Linked DNA regions of Mus musculus: all the other regions are linked to region 1. Evidence: chromatin contacts called from public promoter capture Hi-C data. All regions are on one chromosome and are shown on one strand. The core of a region is the stretch at or near the end of the contact, and the rest is flanking DNA. Distances in the headings are between cores, read along the strand shown.

Evidence for each region. Promoter capture Hi-C pulls out the DNA fragments that hold promoters and counts their contacts. Capture Hi-C pulls out chosen DNA fragments and counts their contacts.
Region 2: a contact with region 1 is called in a promoter capture Hi-C map of adipose tissue, with 4 times the contacts expected there. The contact joins the promoter of Msh2 here to the promoter of Prepl in region 1. A contact is called at or near these places in 2 of 9 other capture datasets (adipose tissue and liver).
Region 3: a promoter capture Hi-C map of liver shows a contact between it and region 1, with 5 times the contacts expected there. The contact joins the promoter of Msh6 here to the promoter of Prepl in region 1. A contact is called at or near these places in 2 of 39 promoter capture datasets (liver and pre-B cells) and 1 of 484 Hi-C or Micro-C datasets (B cells).

Annotation. Positions count from the first base shown.
Region 1 is chr17:85,087,278-85,092,103 of GRCm38.p6, reverse strand. Prepl (prolyl endopeptidase-like) reads left to right here and starts at 1,837. Exons shown (of 15, transcript NM_001163622.1): 1 at 1,837-1,998; 2 at 3,229-3,764. The coding sequence starts at 3,552. Camkmt (calmodulin-lysine N-methyltransferase) reads right to left here and starts at 1,478. Exons shown (of 11, transcript NM_028576.3): 1 at 1,241-1,478. The coding sequence starts at 1,378.
Region 2 is chr17:87,670,411-87,674,731 of GRCm38.p6, reverse strand. It overlaps Msh2 (mutS homolog 2), which reads right to left and starts at 2,200. Exons shown (of 16, transcript NM_008628.3): 1 at 1,926-2,200. The coding sequence starts at 2,136.
Region 3 is chr17:87,973,080-87,977,390 of GRCm38.p6, reverse strand. Msh6 (mutS homolog 6) reads right to left here and starts at 2,341. Exons shown (of 10, transcript NM_010830.2): 1 at 1,986-2,341. The coding sequence starts at 2,242.

The sequences.
Region 1 (4,826 bases), core at 588-3,087:
GAACTGGAGGAACCGAAAGTCTCCACCTGTCTAGGAAGGGTTATCTACACTAGGTTAACCTCTTGGTATGTGTGTAATGGATTTTCCTAACTACAGTCACTGAGAGGAGACACACTCAATGTGGTATCGCCACATCACACACTGAGTCTTGAACTAAATAAAAAGGAGAACTGGAACTAACTCATATTCATCCATCGCTCTGTTCTTCCTGACTGCTCACACAATGCTCCAGGATCCTGAGCCTTGATTTTTCCTACTAAAGTCTGTACCGTCAAACTGTGTGCCAATACATACCCTTCCTTTCTTAAATTGCATTGCCTAGCATTTTTATCACAGTAATAATAGAAGCTAAGTAACATAGCATATTAACAGACATCATGTAAGCAGGGATTTGAAATGTGCCTCTTGCTCTTATACACTCTACCATAACTGGGAGAACATGCCAGCCAACTCTGAGAACTATGGGTATATAGACCAGGTACACAACCGTAAACCACTCAGGTTTTATCAAGAGACTACCAGGTGGTTCACAGACATTGCATGACATACGACATGTGGTTGTTAAAAAGCAATAACTAAGTAAAATAACAGACTAAGGACTCATTGCCCCCCGGCCACTGTCTTAGTTACTTTCCTATTGCTGTGAGGAGTCACAATGACTAAGAAAACTTATAAACACAGCAGCCTTCACTGGAGCGGTTTGGAAGACTGAAGTATCTGGATTCGTTGCTAAACCTTGGGCAGCGAGTATCCCAATAATGACTCCAAACTTAGTTTCACGTGGCGGGAAAAGGAGCAAGCAGTAGGTTTCCCTCTCTCCCTTTACTCTCCCATATACAAAACCAGGAAACGCGTGCAGAATCCCCATCCCATTAGTGAACCTCACGGATCTCCAGAGATGTGGGACCAAAAAGTGCACCCAGGTGACCAGGCTGGGAGTTAAGAAGCAAAAAATAAAATAAGGATGGAAAGGGGGCGGGAAAGAAGAGCAGCACACGGAGAAGACAGGCGGTCCCACCCACCAGACAGGCGAGCACAAGGATTTTCTGAGTTTCTGAGAGCTCGCTCTGGCTGTCCCGCTCTCCAGCCCCGCCAGAGTCTCTCCCATTTTTGGTGGGACAGCGGGACAGCGGAGATGAAGGAGCAAGGGGGCGCTTCTCGCTTGGCTCCCGACAAACGGGCTGCCTGCTACCTGCGAGGGGAGTGGCCACAGGCAGGGCAGGCGAGCGCTCGCCCTTACCTGTCGCAGAAGCTGCCACCGGACGGCCCCCTTGGGCGCCGAGACCAGCGAGCCCTGGCTGGCACTGCCCATCGCGGGACGCTTGCCCGCCTCTGCCTCAGTCTCTGCAGCCCCAGCGGCCGCGACCTGCGACTCCATCTCCAGAGCTGACTGGACCCGGAGGTTGCGTCCGCCACGGCTCTCCCCAGTCAGGACCTGCCAACTTCTTCCCTGTCAGGACCTGTGACGCCCGGCCTCTGGCCCACAGCTCTTCCGTGCACCCTCCCCGAATTCCGCATTTCCGGTATTAGCGTCTCCTTGGCAACCAAAGCAGCGGCGTCGCTTCATTGCACCACTTTTTCTGGTGGCCATCTTAAGTGAGGGCGAGCCGGAGTGGGAGGGGACTGTGGAATAGCTGCAGACAGGGCTTTCCTCGCTGTTTTCTTTTTTTCCTCACTTTGTCTCTTGCTCGCCGGAATACCAGAAAACCGAAATACAGTTGTCTCCTAAGATGAGTGAGTTCAGGAAGAGAAAAAGCCCACCACTGGCCATAATAAAGATGGCGAAATGCGCTTCCCTATCGGTCTGGGTTGGTGTTACGTAGACCGGCGTGCTGCAAACTAGCTCTGGGCGGCGCGAGGTAGGTTGTCTTTCTTGCTGGGTGCTGGAGGCTGGCTTCGGCTGGACAAGGCTGAGGTGACTGCAGCTCCTTCTGGAGAGCTTCGGTTTCTCGTATTTGTCTTCTCTACCTTCGCTCGTCCAGCTGTCTTTCGATTTGCGTACGTATGGAAGGGTTGCTGATGGTTCCCCTTTCCTAATTCCTCTGCCCACCTTCCAGCCATTCCTCACTTCCCTGGTCCCTTTTTTGATCCCTGTCTCTTCTGTACGTTCTGACCCGTACCATTCCCTCACGTCCTGTGAATACGACGTGTTCGGGATGCACAGTTGCACCGGGAAACGAGGAGGTGCTCCGGGAGCACCCATTTGCTTACTTACCCCACCAGTCTCCCTATCCTCGCACAGGGTCTTCTCAATGCAGATGGTGGATGAATGGGTTGGAGCTATGGGGACAGACTAAGCGATTTAAAAGCATTTTTCTTCTAGGCTACTGCTCCACTGGCCCATTATTTTGCTGCGACATAAGAGATTAAGGGGGGGAGGGGGCGTCATAGCTGGTCGGATCTATGGCAAAACTGACGCAGTGTTTCTGTGCTACCAAGGAACGTGTTAGAGAAGATTTCTCTCATTTTACACTCAACAGTGTTTAGCATAGCTAAATTATCCCTATGCTAATAATATTAACGACCTTTTGTTGAATGGTTACTATGTGCCAGGTACTTGGACTAAGTTCTTAAAATAAATTGTTTGGTTTTGTTACAAAACTACAACCGCAGAGATTAAGTGCTATGGTTAATTTCTGTTCCACAAGTGAAAAAATTGAATCCAGATGCAGTTAGTGTACAAGGCCCAAGACCTAAACCTGGGTCTGTAGTTATGGAAGTTAAAATGATCTTTACCTTCCAGAAGAAACCAAAAATGACTCGACATTTTATTTGTGCATCTTACAGTTGTTTTTAATTCATTATCCTTTTATGGTGAAATCCAATTGCTCCTCTAGGAGGAGGAGCCAGTCAGTTGGGCGGTTCACTGAATCAGTGAGTTGGGGGAGTGTCTCCAGCTCCCCAGAGCCACAGTTGGGCCACCTGGACAATGACCAGCTCTAGCTCACTCATCGAGTGCACACGCAGCTTAAACTAGACAGCTAGGTGAAAACTATGTGGCGCCTCGCCTCACTCAACAACTAAGCATCCCCCTTTTATGTCATGGTTTAGGCTTTTTCTAATTTGTCTTTCACATCCCAATGATATGCCCAGAATTATGTAAGATAAAAGCCATCTTGCTTTTGAACCCCCTCTGAGTACCTGAGATTCCCATTAAGTTCATTTACTCATTTGCAAATTATTTTATTTTGTTTGTTTTCTGTTTTGTTTTGTTTTGTTTTGTTTTAGTTTGTCCATACGTTCTCCAGAGTCACTGCTGCTTAGCTTGTCCCTAGGAAAACTGACTTTACAGATGACGTGTTTATTAAGTCCCGCCTGCCAAGAAGTATGATCTGAATGAACTTAACGCATACAAGGTTTTAAACGTGTTTAACCTAAGTTATCAGATGTCTACAGTAATTGGTAACCTAAGGGGCTCATGACGCCACAGGGGAGGGATGAGATGTGGGGACCTCAAATGCACTAAGATCCCATGACTGTATAATTATACGTATGAAATCATCCACGTGCTGGCAGCCCCTAAGGGAGCAAAAACCAGGGACTTTGCCACCATGCTGCAGACGGCCAAATTCTCTCTCCGAGCTTTGAAGCATAGTATTCCTCATCTTGGGAACTGCATGCAGAAACAGAGTTACCGTAACGTCGCTGGTCCTTATTACAGTAGAGTAAGATTGAAAAAGTACCACCTAACCAAGTGTCTGCAGAATAAACCCAGGATAGCAGGATTAGCAAGAAACATCCCAAGTCGGAGCTTCTCGTGTAAGGTATGGACTGTTCGAGTTAATCTGTTTGTAGGCCATTAATACTAATTGTAGTTCATAAATAATGGGTAAGGTATCCATTACTCATTTTCTCAGTAATTCTAATTTGGTTTTAAGATTTTTTTTTTTTAGGCTCAAATACCTGTAGTCAATATGAGTACAAAAGAATGTATGTGAACCTATAAAGCTGTAATGTATATAAAAATGCAGATTCATTGAAAACTGATTTGATCTCAAAACGTAATGCACCTGAAAATGTGTTTTCTAAAATTACTAAAATGTCAAATTACGCCTCTTCATAAACCTGATGATATGCTCCTTCTTGTATGAATCCCAGATTGGTAAGCCTCGGGAAATGCCACACAGTTGTGTGTTTTCTCTCTATACAAAGGAGTGAAAAGCTAGCGTACATTTTGGATGACACTTGTATTCCAAAAGGAAATAGTGACTGTTGTTCTTCTGCTGGGCCCCAAACTGTGGGCTCGCATTGGGCCCCGAGGAACTGGCTACACTTGCATAGAGTGTAACCACGTGTTCTCCTTAGCCTGAGACAGGCCCACTGTGCACCTGTTGTCCCCGTGTGACTATTAATAGTCCTCTCTCCTCTCAAAAGTGTCCCACTTAATCTGTCATGTTGCATGGTCACTGTACTTAGCTTGAAATCAAGCTGTGTGCCCTGTTGCTGCTTTGACTGCTCTCCTCTCCTTTTTAATTCTGTTCCAGAGGCTCCTTACACTACACTTGAGGTGCTAGAATTTATAATATCTTAGCCTTCTTTTATGACTTTAGTCATTTCATCATTACAGTCTGTTTTGGTTTCCTTTCATTGTGGCAGTTATATATTCTTAGTTATCATTCTAGCCCCTTCCAGTGCAGAGCTCAGAGGCATTAGTTAGAGTCGCAGTACTATAATTCAGCTATCATCACCATTTCCAAAACCCTCTCATAGGCCTTGCCAAGACATCCCCCAACTGTGTGTTTCCCTCAGCCCTGAGGCGCAGTCTGCTCCCTGTGTCCACGGATTTACCTGTTCTGGTACCTCAGGTGAACAGAGGCACACAGTCC
Region 2 (4,321 bases), core at 951-3,450, 2.6 Mb before region 1:
CTGACAAGCATCTGAGGGCCTTGTCTGTGAAACAGGACTTTTCTGCTGTGACACGAACGATCAGACTTGAATCTTACCCACACCCCACAGAAGGGACAGATTCACGTGCACACAAGAGTCTCTTGAGGATGACATGGAACCCCTATGTGCATCCAACTGGGCCAGGAAGTGGGACATAGGAGAGAAGGGTTGGATCCTGTAATAAATATGAAGATGCATGCATGGAATTGCAGCATCTGAACCTGGGAGGCTCAGGCAGGAGGCTCTCCCTGATCAGGGCTTTAGAATAACACATCTTTACATGACCCCAATCATGCAGGTAAAATGTCAGTAAAGGGATACCGCCAGATGCGAGCTGCAGAAAACTATGAAAAACCAACAGAACCCTACCCACGCCCATCGGCTGGGATCCAGAAAGCTGCCAAGAGCTTACTCTTCACTGCACTGTTGGGAGGAACCGGTACAGATTCGAGGAAATGTAGATTCCAGTAACAGCTCAGCTGGGCAAGGTGGTGAAAGCCTGTAGTCCCAGGAGGCAGTGGCAGTGTAAGTGACAACCTGGTAAACCTACTGAGTTCCAGGTCAACCAAGGCTAAAGAGTGAGACCGTGTCTCCAAAAACCAAGCCAAAACAAACTCCAGGGACAAGGAGCTAAATGAAATGTGGGAAATCCACACAATTATTTAGCAACCAAAAGGAACGAAGTGCTGATGACAGAGATAAGCCTTGAAGCTCTTCATTTACATGCTACATCCCAGAATATCCAGAGAAGGAAAACTAGAGGTCAGGACTGGGAAGATTGTGAGAGAACATTATTAATGGACACAACATTTCTTGTGTGTGTGTGTGTGTCACTCTTTAACTCAAGATAAAGAATAGCTGTCTAACAAAAACAAATTCAACTGGTTGTGAAGGCAGCAGACTATTACCTAGCACAGACCAGGCAGAAATACGATGTCTGTAACATCCATTTGCATATAACAGCATAAAGAATTAGAACTCATGCTGGGCGGTGGTAGCGCACGTCTTTAATCCCAGCACTTGGAAGGCAGGTGGATTTCTGAGTTCGAGGCCAGCCTGGTCTACAGAGTGAGTTCTAGGATAGCCAGAGCTATAACAGAGAAGCCCTGTCTCGAAAAACCAAAAAAAAAAAAAAAATTAGAACTCACAACTCCAAAGTATGATATAATGGACATTCAATGTAATTGAAAGAAAAAGCAACGGGGGTGGGTGGGGGAGAGGTTATTATGGTGATCAAATTAATCTTCCTAGGCCACAAATGAGTTCTGAAGCCTTTTAGGGAGAGATGATGCTGAGTGGTGAGAGCCAAGGTGGCAGAAAAAAAAAAGAAAGAAAGAAAGAAAGAAAGAAAGCTAGCTAGCTAGCTAGCTAAGCACAGCTTTCCAACTAGCTCAACCGCACTCAGCAAACAGTAGGGGATCCACAACTGAAATCCGGGCAGTTCAGCTCCAGGGCATATCCTAGGTCCTGACCACTTGGCGATACTGCCCTTCAGCAATGGTCCATCCCAGGTTCTCAAGCGAGACGGTTTAAAAAAAACAAAACAAAACACAGCCTATTGGCAAATGAGGGTGTCTTAAAGGAAGCTCTCAAAACGCCCTCCACTCCTCGCTCCTAGGCTGCGGGCTGTTATTGATTTGGAGGTACCCACGGTGACACAAGACTCTAATCCTATCAACTTGGGAGGCTGGAACTCGAGGCGTCCGAGGACAGCCTGGACTCGGCGGTGTGCAGCCGCCCAGCGCACTGTGCGGAAGCGAACCAAAACAAGATGCTAAACGCGTGGCCCGGGGAGGCAGCTCTCGGGCGGGGCGCTCCGCCGCAGCCCCACCGCTGCATGCGCCCAGGTTTCCGGCAACGCGGCCCCGAGCCGGCCCGGGCCCCGCCGCCGCGGCTGCCCTCACCTGCCGGCCCCATGTACTTGATCACGCCCTGGGTCTTGAACACCTCGCGGGCCGCCAGCAGCGCGTCCTCTCCGTGCGCCGTGTAAAAGTCGCCGCGGTCGAAGAGGCGCACCGTGGTGCTCGGCTTCTCCGGCATGCCCTCAAAGAAGCGCACGAAGCCCGCCTCGGCCGCGCCTTCCAACTGCAGCGTCTCCTTAGGCTGCACCGCCATTTCCGAGCCGCTCCACACCAACACCACTAGAGCACAGAGCGACCCTGCGCTGGCCGCGTCGTTTCCCGCCTCCCCAACCTCGCCCCCTAAACCTCGTCCGGCCTCTGTGGGCTCGCCCAATCACCATGCAGCGCTGCGCCCCGGTGGGTGGGAGTCTACCGCAGTAGCCAATCATAAGCGAGCAAGGTCCCAGCTTCCCGCGAACTCTAGGACTCTAGCTACTGCGCATGCGTCCGACTTCTGCAGCCTTGCAGGCCTTCCAGAGGCTGCGCTTTCAAGTCCGCCTGGTGGGTGGGTAGGTGTGCTAGGCGGGGTCAGCTAGGAATTTGTTTTATCAAGTGACCGGAAACGTAAGAGTGAAATCACAAAGAACTTGTAAACAAAGAACTATCTTTTTTCCCCCACCCAGCCTTGAGTGTGCGTTATACACTTGCAGTGCAAACTGCCATAGGTAAAATTTCAGGTATATTCTGCACAACCTCTTGCTGACCCAGTTTTGCATTTCGCCCATCGGTTGACGAATTCATCCAATAGACACTTGGCAAGCCGAGCGTGGTGGCGCATGCCCTTAATCCAAGCACTCGGGGGGGCCTCTGAGGCCAGCCAGGTCTACCAATCGAGTTCCAGGGAAGTCAGGACTACACAGAGAAACCTTGTCTGGTAAATAAATAAATAAAGGACAGATGGGGGCTCAGCACCTTGTCTGGTAAATAAATAAATAAATAAATAAACAAATAAAGGACAGATTGGGGGCTCAGCAGTTTCCTAACTTCCTAATGTTTTCATAGTCGCCTACCTTGAGTTCAGTCCCCATCACTAGTGTAGCTCATCATAACTGGTAACTCCAGATCCTCGGTGTGGGTGGAGGAGGTCAGGTGCAGACACTTATTAATTTAAAGAAAAAATATATATATTAAATGTGGAAACGAGTAGGGTGACACACACTTGAAACCCCAGCTCTCAGGAGGTCAGAAGGGCCAAAAGTTAAAAGTGGGTCTGGCAAGAAACACAGTACAGTATTATCCTTGGCTACGCAGCTGGAGGTCAATTTGGGCTACCAGAGACTGCATCCTAAATAAATAAATAAATAAATAAATAACCTGCTTTGGAGTTCTAAATAAATAAACATCCTGCTTTGGATTTCTGTGTAGCAAGACCCTGTCTCAATAAAGAAAAGGGTGGAGGCGGGGGAGGTAGAGAGGTTGCATCTGGTTTTTCTTCCGTGCTAGTGAATGGATGCAGACTGCACACTGTTTTAGAAGTAGATAAACAAACACACAGAAAGATGGAGACTAAGAGGTGTAAACCGACAGGAAAAACTGCAGGGTTATAAACATTCTTAAGGGCTAATTAACTGATTAAGATGTGATTGTAGGGAGCTGAAATATTGCAAGCCCTGAGCCAAATTATCTTGAGCTAATTGTAGTCCCCTAAAGAGCTACTATTGCCCACCTCTGTGTTTACCTTAACAACCTTGTGATTATCAAATATAATCTTTGTACAGACCCCTTAGTTTCTACGGCCTTGATTTAAAACTTTCTTTGTTCTGTTTCTATACAGTTTCTCGACGGCCACTGAGATGGCTCTGGGTGAAGGTATGTGTACCAAGCCCGATGCCCTGGATTCCGTGCCTGGACCTATTGTGTGGTATCCACCAGAGAAAACAACTTGCCCACAGGTTTAAGCCAATAGGACAGCTTTATTACTTGACCAGTAACTACCCTGGGTATTCAGGATCCCATTGTAGCACTGAACTTTTCTTGGGGTGAGCTTTTAAGCTATATACATATACATATATTTATATTCTGGGTTGTCATACTCCAATTAACAAGAACAGTTAACCAGAAGTGGAACTAAAAAAAAAAAAAAAAAGCAACCTTAGGACATGTAGAAACTTTACCAGAACTGTGGACTTTTGATGAATTTGGGCTTTTATTTTAGTTTTGGCAGGAGGTGCTGTCTGTGTGCTGAGTTTTACAGCCTGAATAGTACTTCCATCATGGAGTCAGTTGTGCTAAGGTCTAGTGGCCTAATACAGGCCCCAAAGTAGAGAGAACCAACTCCCACAAGTTATCCTCAGACTTCCACACCCCCACGCGATGGGACTCGTGTACTTATGGATGTGAGCACAAATACACACAAAACAGAAATAAATTATTAATTTAATTAATAAAAATGAGACTGG
Region 3 (4,311 bases), core at 1,092-3,591, 2.9 Mb before region 1:
AGCCAGCCTGAGATACATATAGACTCGGTTTAAGAATGAAAGAAGCAAGGCATGGCTGAGCACATCTTTAATCCCAGCACTTGGAAGGCAGAGGCAGGCGGATTTCTGAGTTCGAGGTCAGCCTGGTCTACAAAGTGAGTACCAGGACAGCCAGGGCTGCACAGAGAAACCGTCTTGAAAAACAACAACAACAAAAAAAAAAAAAAAAGAAAGAAAGAAAAAAAAAAGGAAGGAGAAAGGATTAAGAAGCCAGAGTGATGACTCAGCAAGTTTTAGTACCTGGGTAAAAGTGCCTCTCACAAATTGTACTGAACTCCATACACACCCTGTGCCATTTACACATCTCCCATACCCATCTCCTATACCCCCCATAAATAGTGTAATTATTTTTTAAGAAGAGTTAAGGCGGGGCTGGAAAGATGGCTCAGCAGTTAAGAGCACTAACTGCTCTTCCAGAGGTCCTGGGTTCAATTCCCAGCAACCACATGGTGGCTCACAACCATCTGTAGTGGGGATCTGATACCCTCTTCTGATGTGTTTGAAGACCGCAACAGTGTACTCACACACATGAAAGAAAGAAAGAAAGAAAGATAGAAAGAAAGAAAGAAAGAAAGAAAGAAAGAAAGAAAGAAAGAAAGAAAATAAATAAGTCGGGGTATCCAGGCGTGGTGGCGCACACCTTTAATCCCAGTACTTGGGAACCAGAGACAGGTGATCTACAGAGTGCATTCCAGGACATCCAGGGCTACAAAACCCTGTCTAAAAAAAAATACCAGTGAAGATATGGCCTAGGCGATAACGCAAAGGATGGCCTGAGTTTTATCCACAGGACGGTTGGTGGAAGAACCAACTCTTAAGTTGTCCTCTGATTTCCACAACCTACTATAGCATGCATACACACATATACACACTAACAGGTAATTTTAAAAAATATAGAAATAATGGGGCTGGAGAGCTGCTCAGCAGTTAAGAGCACTGGCATTCTTCCATAGGAACCAGGTTTGATTCCCTGCACCCACCCAGTAGCTCACAATATCTCTAACTACAGAGGCTGAGGTCCTCCTCTGGCCTCTCTCAGGCAGCGTGCATGCACATGGGCACACATACATACACGGAGGCAAAATACACCTCTGTGTTTACCTGTGTCTGAACTGTGTCCTTTATAGCCAAAGGGAAGGAAAGAAATTAGAGATCCAAAATCATTTTCTCTGCCCCAGGAGCATACGCCAGCTCTTCCTGGTGCCCAAGCTGAAACTCCAGAGTACTGGACTCCAGAAAGAACTCTTTACATTTTAAATAAGTCGCTGCACACTTCTTAATCCCAGCAGAGGCAGGTGGATGTCTGAGTTCCAGGACAGCCAGGGCTACACAGAGAAACTCTGTCTCGAAAAAAAATGAAAATAAATAGATAAAATAAATGTCTCTAGTCGTTCCTACAAACGACAGCCAAATTTACAAAGTGCGAGTACAACTCCAGGCAAGTTTCCCCCAGTAAACCTTCTTGCCCAGGGCTTGCCCAATACTCCGAAGACCCACTAACTGCGAAAAATCTCCCGCACTCTTCCCTCCTGTGAAAAGGTGGGTTAAAAAAAACTGTCGTCCCAAGCCGGAGCGCCGCTTTCACTATCTACAAACTTCCACCTGCAACCCGAGTTTCCTCCCACCGTAGGCTCGCCACCCGGAGGAGCTCCCTGCCCGATCCGATCCGCCCCGCCCCCTCAGGCCGCGGATCGCAGCAGGACACCCACCGTTCCCGCTCCGGCCACTTTGGGGGAGGGTGTCTCCGTCCCCGAGCCTCCCGAGCCTCCCCACCCCCACAGTGGGAGTGCGCTCGCTTGCTCGCAGCGTCCCCCGAGAGTCCCGGGCACCGGCCCCGCTTCTCCCGGGCCGGCAGGCCGCCCCTCCTCCCGCCGCCTGGCACGGAGCAGCCTCCCCCTCCTTCCGGGAGACCCGCGCGCCGCCGCAGCCCCGACCGAGCCGGCTACCTGGGAGGCACGGCCTGCGCGGAGGAGGAGGCCCTCCGCAGCCCTCCGTTGAGATCCTTTGCCTCCGGCGACGAGGCGGATACCGCCGCGGACCGGGACCCGGGTTCAGCCTCGCTCCAGGCCGCATCCCCGCCGCGGGAAGCGGAGGCTCCAGAGGCAGCGGCACCTTGGCGTGAGGCCTCGGCCGCGGCCTTCTTGGTGTCGCCGAGTGCCGGGGACTTGGGGAAGAAGCTGTACAAGGTGCTTTGTCGGGACATGATGAAGGCTGACGGGCAGACCGGGCCACGGCTCCGAGCGCCTACAAGGATCGCATCCACCGCGCGGCCGCCGCTGGCGGGAAAGTCGGGAGGAGGCGCGTCCTACCCGAGCATCCGTAGCCCAGCGGCCAATCCGAAGGCGTGTCGGCCTGCGCGGTGGGCGGGGCCCCGCCCGCGACGTGCCCTGGCGTAGATGGGCGGGGCGGGGCGGGCCCAGCCCCCAAGCTCGGGTTGGCGGGCCTTGAGACTGAGCCTTTGCAAAGCAGTGGAGCTCGCGGTGGCTACCCGGGCAAGTATGCACCAAGAAGACGGAAGTGGCTTGCGCGGTTGCTGGAACGGCGGGGTGCACCCTGCGAGAAGCCGCGTCGAGCTCGCTGCGGAAACACCTGGCCCTGCGGGCGGTCCTGCGGTTGGACTGAAAGGAGCTGAGAAATTGGTTGTTGCTGTCTGCCACGTACGGTGCGTTCGCAGAGCATTGTACAGAGCGGCACTTGTGAATGCCAAGTGCAAGAACAGCTATCCACAAAACCAGCTACCCACAAAACTTTCCTTGGCCCGTCACTGCCTCAACTAGTTTACGCCTTACTATATGAGATGGGCAGTTAAGGTCCAGTCTTATCTGAGCCCTTTAGCATAAGTGTGCAGAATTTTTTATATTTTAGAAACTGAGATTGCTAAGGTAATGTTGAGCGTCAACGCTTGGGCCCTAGCAACCCTAACGAGCTAAACTCCCACTCATCCTCAGTAGTCGAATAATAGAGAAAATAGCAAAAAAACAGATTTTTTTTTCAAAGGGCCACATTAGGAAGATAAAGTTCAGCCCCCCCCCCCCGGAAGTTCATCTTTGGGGGTACTGACGTGAAGTTTTGGTTTAAACCGGGCGACGGGAACCAGAATGGTCTTGTAAGAGGTGGTCTGACCCACCATAATCTCTGCTCCAGACTGTCCTACATGGGGATTCAACGAGCTTCAGATACTTGAGAAATCTCTTTCCAGAAACCAAGTTCTTCCTCTACACTAACTCGAAGCTTTGTCTTACCCCTTCCCACCAAAAAATTCCTGGAGAAATTCCAATTCTTTGGAGTCCATTATTTCAATTGCCTGATAGCCAAAGGGAGCCAAGTGTTTCTCCTCAGAATGTCTTCCTGCCAGGTTGATTACAGGGCGTTTTCGAAAATTGGAGCTCCTATTCAAATTCAAGAAATTGGAGCTGAGCGCGAAGGTGTGTGCCTTTAACCCCATTGTTCCAGGCAGAAGCAGGTGGATCTCTGAGGTCAAGGACAACCCTGGCTACAGTTACAAGACTTGCCAGGGTTTGTTACACGGAGAAACCCTGTCACAAAAAAAAAAAAAAAAAAAAAAAACCAAAACAAAAAAAACAACTAAATCAAGAAGGAGAGAGAGAGAAATTGGGAGACTTAATTCAGCTCTAAGTAAGAATGGACTTAGCTCTGGCTAGCAATACCTTCACTTTGGTAAAAGGGTAAAAAGATTTGCTTTGTTGGACAAAACCAGCTCAGCCTGTAAAGGTGCTTTGGAGTCCAGCTAGAGACCTGAATTCTATCACTAGAATCACACTGTGAAGGATTGCTGCAAATTATCCTCTGACCTCTATACTCAGGCTCCATAGGCTTGGGGTGGGCACGGTCACGTGCACACGTGTATACGTGTGTATGTGTGTGTGTGTGTGTGTGTGTGTACACATACACACACCAGCCTAAAAACAAAAGAAACTTGGTATGGTAGGCCACACCCTTGATCTCAGCACTTAGGAGACAGGGGATCTCTGTGAAGTTTGAGGCTGTTAAGAGATGTCCCAGAGAAACTACCAAGCTAGACCACTTTGTAGACAGAAAGATTCCTTTAGAATCAAACTGCTAAGGCCAGTCTCTTGGGACAGAGATAGGAGCAGCCTGTTGGGAAAACAAGCAGACTTTGTGACGGGGTGGAGGTGGGGGGAAATCTGAGCTGATAAGATTATTCTGTTTTTCGGATAGGTTAAAGCAGGTGGCATTGCCTGAGGTAGTTGACCTTCCAGGAGGGAACGTTCAGGGAGGTTCTTGGTGAAG